Regions from separate parts of the Mus musculus genome. Here region 1 is linked to region 2. The links are chromatin contacts, called in public Hi-C maps. All regions are on one chromosome and are shown on one strand. The core of a region is the stretch at or near the end of the contact, and the rest is flanking DNA. Distances in the headings are between cores, read along the strand shown.

Region 1 (2,700 bases), core at 2-2,501, 160 kb after region 2:
CCCAAAGCACTTAATTAATTAAATGTTTTAAAAAATTGAATATACCGTGGACAGGGGCTCAGTAGCAAGCCTTTGCGTAAAGACCTTTTGTAAACACAAACAACTAACTCTAAACATACAGGATAAGGAAGAGCACTAGAATAGCTAACAACCATTTTGGAAAAAGATGAATATAGGGGTGGAAAGATGGCTCAGTTAGGAAAAATTTGCAGCACAAACGAGAGGACCTTAGTCCATCTGCAGAACTCATGTAAAAAGCAATAATAATAATAATAATAATGTGGATATAATTCTTAAGGAAAAATAATAGAGATTCTCTGGCTTCCACAGGCATTCACACACACACACACACACACACACACACACACACACACACACACACTTTTCAACCGAAAATAAACTTAGAAGAGTCATACTTCCAGAGGCAGACAAAATAGAGCCCAGAGCTCAGAGGCAAACTCACACAAGCAAGGCTGGCTGCTGTGGACAGAAGTGCAAAGATAAAGCTATGAAGTCAGAAAAGCACTTTCTATACATGGTGTTGGGACAGTTAGGCAGCTACACACAAAAACACATAGCCAGAGTCTGCCTGCAGCCTAACTGCACAGAGCAGTCAACTGCAGTGTGTCACAGGCCTGGAATCTGTGTCCTTCAGAGCCAGGACCAGAAAAAAAAACTGCTTAGACACATAAAACCGCAGGCCACAAGTCAAAAGTCAACAAGTTAGACTTTATCAGAATGCAAGTTGAATTCGTTTTCTAAATTTTAATGATTATTATTATCTATGCACAGTAATGGGTGGGGGAGTGCCACAAAACCTGTGTGCTGGTCAGAGGATATGGATAAAAGCCAGGTTAGCAAGCATCTTTACCCACTGGGCCATCTTTCCAGCCTTTGAATTCATTTTCTGTTCAAAGAATGTAAACTCAAGGTAGAGACTAAAAGCAAACATTTTTAGGGCACATATCTAATGAAGAACTTGTAGCAAGAACACAAGAATTCCCAGACCATAACAGTACAGAAAGTTTTTAAATGAACAAAAGATCTGGCCACAACAGGGCAAAGCTGTAACCCCAGCACTTGAAAGGCAGAGACTAGAGGGTCAGGAGTTCAAGGTCAGCCTTGGTCATATAGTGAATTTGACGCCAGCATAGGTACCATGAGACTGTGTCTCAACAAGAAAAACAAAAGCAAAACAAAAAACAAAAAAAAAAGGCAAAAACATTGAAGAGAGGCTTCACCAAAGAAAATGCAGGTGAGGGCAGAACAGTATGAGAAATGCTTTGTGTTGGGACTTCTTGGGACCATGAACGACGACAGCTATCCACTACCATGTGCATGTCAGACTGGTTACCATTAAAACTATTGAGAAGAGCAGGCATTGGTGCACTGTGAGCTTCTGGCTCTCTCCTGTGTTGGTAATAAAAGGAATGGCCAAACTAGCTTTTTTAAAAAAAAAAAGTCACACGTTTTTAACAGTTAACATGTGACTCGAGGCTTTTGCTCCTAAGAAGTTAATTCACATAGAACCTCCACATAGATGTGCATGGTGACTTTACTCACAATGACCCCAGACTGGAGATAACTCACATGTGCCTTATCTGGTCAAGGAAGAGACGGGCTGGGGCACAGCCCCATTGCACAGCATGCTAGCCAGTGATGAGAATAGTAGTGTGTTCAAAGAGATAATGACGCAGACAAATCTCAAGGCAGTGATACTGAGGAATGGAAGTCAGTCTCAGAAAGTTCTATGTGCTATGACTTAGTTCATCCCATACTCTTACAACAAAATGACTCTATCGGAGAACAGGAAAACCATTCCCCAGAGGTAAGGACAGAAGGAGGATGCAATGTAATTGAACTTTCCTCTGGCTGTTCTGATTGTGACAGTGGCCCCTGTAATTCTTATATATTAAGGTTTTAAAAATATGTGTATACACGTACATGTTCATAGCAACAATATTCACAGTAACCCAAAAGTAGACATAGCACAAATGTTCAACAACAGATGAATGGATGAACAATTTAGAATCTATAAATACCATCCAATGGAGTAGTAGCACTCAGCCATAAAAAATGATGGACTGATCCAGCCCCCACATGAGGGAAGGCCTGAAAGATCACCTGAGATGGTCAGGAGGGTCACATACTGTCAGTTCTATTTCTGTCAGATCATCAGGGTAGTTACATTCATAAGACCAAACACAGACAGAAGCAACTGGGAAACAACTGATTTAATGGTGCAAGGTTTTGTTTTAGAGCAACAAAAATATTTCAGACAGGTAGAACGTATGGTATACAGTACCATGAATGAACAAAATGCCTAGAAATTGTTTAGTGTTTTGTTTTGTATTTTTGAGACACGGTCTTGTGATCCAGTCCGATCTCAAATGCATAATCCCCCTGCCTCCACCTCTTCGGTGCTGAGCTTGCTGGCATATGCCACCACTCATGGTTTATGCAGAGCTGGAGACTGAACCCAGGGCGATGTTAATACCAGACAAGCCCCCTCTTACCCTATCTGAGCCCCCAGTTAGTCCCTTTCAGATGCCTGATGTTATACGAACTTCATCATAACACAATACAATCCAAAAGGTCAGATTCACTATGGTCATCTCAGATGGTCAATTTAAAGTCATGAGAAAACATTACTTAACAAGAAAAATTACTAAGTCTGTGACCCCGTGACCAGATTAGCAT
Region 2 (2,700 bases), core at 140-2,639:
TCCCTCTTCTTGAGTTTCATGTGTTTTGTGAATTGTATCTTGGGTATTCCGAGCTTCTGGGCTAATATCCACTTATCAGTGAGTGCATATCATATGAGTTCTTTTGTGATTGGGTTACCTTACTCAGGATAATATCCTCCAGATCCATCCACTTGCCTAAGAATTCCATAAATTCATTGTTTTTAATAGCTGAGTAGTACTCCATTGTGTAAATATACCACATTTTCTGTATCCATTCCTCTGTTGAGGGGCATCTGGGTTCTTTCTAGCTTCTGGCTATTATAAATAAGGTTGCTATGAACATAGTGGAGCATGTGTCCTTATTACATGTTGGAACATCTTCTGGATATATGCCCAGGAGTGGTATTGCTGGATCCTCCAGTAGTACTATGTCCAATTTTCTGAGGATCCACCAAACTGATTTCCAGAGTGGTTGTACCAGTTTGCAATCCCATATAATAATAAATAAATCTTACAAAAAAAAAAAAAAAAAAAAAAAGGATGGAGTCTCCTCTAAAACCTTCAGAATTAAGCTCTCTCCCAGTCTCTCCACCTTTGGTATGAAACATCCAACAAAACTGTAAGCCAAGGAATGTGTGCTGCTTCTGTCACTTGGATTTTCCTTTATTAAATTTTATTACATTAATAAATAGTGTGTGTGTGCATTGCAGGGGCGGGAATGTGTATGCAACATAGAGAGTATACATAGGTCAGAGGACAGCCTGCTGGTATCTATCCTTTCCATCCACCATGCAGGTCCCAAGGACCAAATTCAGTTTGTCAGACGTAGCAGGAAATGCTTTTAACCTCTGAACCATCCTGCTGGCCCCGTTTGTGATGTTTGTAAAATGACTGCAATAAAACATGGGATTGGTTTACTGTTCTTAATGAACCCTTTAAATACTCTAAATTTGATATGAGGAAAATACAAATTATGTTAAAGGAAAGCTCTTTTGGGATTTTGATGGTTTTTAGATATAGAAAGAGAGCTGAGACGAAAACTTGAAGGAAGACAGGATTAGTGGACCCCTTCTTGTTCATAAAGCAAGCCAGTGGATGCCAAAGACAGTCTCTTGCATCAAGTACCAGGGGAATTTGTCATTCTTATCTAATTGGAATCTCCAGAGTTCTGTCCCAGGAAATTATCGTTTTGGGGTTTTGTTTTGTTTTGCTAAAAAAAAAAAAAAAAAAAAAAAAAAAAAAAAAAAAGAACAAGCTTGCCAGCCAGTCCTTCTGTTAACTAAGGACTAGAGATGGAAATAGCCAAAACGGGCATTTCATCCATCTCTTTGGGAATTCAAGGATAGAGACATGCTTTGGTTACCCCAGCACTAAAAGAGATGATGTGTGAGGTCAGCTCTTACAGGAAGAGCTCACAAACCCCTTTGAGAGCAGAGGCCGGCAGCTCTTGGCCTGCCCCAGTGGGCTTCCCTCTTAACTTCCTTCAAATAGCTCCAAACTCCTCCAGACTCCTTCATGCAAGTGGCTTTGGCTCACTGATACCCCAAATTCACCTCCAGGCAACTTTGCAGTTTCTGCTTGATTGCCAACTGGCAGATTCTCTTGTCTTTCTTAATCGCACTTCCACAGATAGAAGATATGATTGGTCTAGCTTGTCTCCTAGAGCCAGGCCATGCTCAAATTTGTCAGACAGCCCATGCCTCTGCTGCTCTGAAATCAAATTCACCTATCTGCCTTAATAATCTGAGTACGGGGGCCTAGATAAACAAGGCACAGGACATGAGTGGCCATGCAGCAGACACTGTGGGCAGGGCACTGTTCCCTTGGAAGGGCCTGTGGCAGAAGAGCTGTTATGATTATTATCATCAGAGTGGTTTTTGTTTTGCTCTCATAGTACAGAAGAACCCATCTTGTATTGTGTTATGTTTTTTTATCAGTTCAGTTGTCTTTTGATGGAAATACTGATAGACGGGCTGACAGTTCAAGTGTTGGTAGGATATGAAGATTCTAGAAATACAGGCTATGTGATTCTCTCTGCTTCTTTCATTTATCCAGTATTCATTGCTAAGTAATGTTATCCTAGCTATTTTTTTCTCCTCCCTCATCTCCATGGCATCTCACTTGACCCTCTCTTTCCTCCCTTTCTACCCTCCCCCACCTGCTTTGCAATCTTAGTATTAAAAAAAAAAGGAAAATAAAGTATTCTCAAAGGAAAATAAAGCATGCTCCCAGTGTGGTCTACTTCACTGGCTTACGAGGTTTGCTTCGGATCTAGGACAGTTTTACGAACTGTTTTTGTCCTTTGATTGTTTTCCTTTAAAGGAGGGAAAGCATGCAAATATTAAATTATTTATTGTAAATGTAACAACCAATGCATACTTCAATTTTTGGGGCTTGTCACTTTAGAGCACGCAGCAAGTGTTGAGATGGAGCAGAGGCCCTGCCTTTGTGTATCCGTACCCACAGATTTCAGCATGTGTGACGGTTTAGTTTTGTGTTTGGGTAAATTATTTGTGTGTGTGTCATTGTATAATTTCTTCTGTGTTTGTGTGTGTATGTTTGTAGTTTTCTTGGTATGTGTGTGTGTGTTTCAATGGAACAAGATCACATTGTTTTCTTATGCTGCCCTGTATATTTTTCATTTGTTACTGAGAATTGAAAGAAGGCAGTTTCTATTTTGACTAAATTGTTAGACTGCTCCAAAAAAAAAAAAAAAAAAAAAAATGGGGGAGGGGGAAG

Evidence for each region. A called contact is a pair of places that touch in the nucleus more often than the background predicts.
Region 1: a Hi-C map of the G1E-ER4 cell line shows a contact between it and region 2, with 2.6 times the contacts expected there. The contact joins two enhancer-like sites. A contact is called at or near these places in 3 of 484 Hi-C or Micro-C datasets (the 3T3-L1 cell line, the G1E-ER4 cell line and embryonic stem cells) and 2 of 115 datasets of contacts at active chromatin or transcription factors (embryonic midbrain and embryonic stem cells).

The regions. Positions count from the first base shown.
Region 1 is chr1:78,160,315-78,163,014 of GRCm38.p6, forward strand. The region is part of intron 4 of Pax3 (paired box 3); the gene reads right to left. Among named protein-coding and RNA genes, the nearest start is that of Pax3, 35 kb to the right of the region's middle. Within about 2 kb of position 1,252, at least 5 of the 459 cell types and tissues checked have an H3K27ac peak or open chromatin away from gene starts, as enhancers often do. A contact at or near this core is called in the G1E-ER4 cell line, where this site is marked.
Region 2 is chr1:78,001,757-78,004,456 of GRCm38.p6, forward strand. No RefSeq gene overlaps it. Among named protein-coding and RNA genes, the nearest start is that of Gm26263, 100 kb to the left of the region's middle. Within about 2 kb of position 1,390, at least 3 of the 459 cell types and tissues checked have an H3K27ac peak or open chromatin away from gene starts, as enhancers often do. A contact at or near this core is called in the G1E-ER4 cell line, where this site is marked.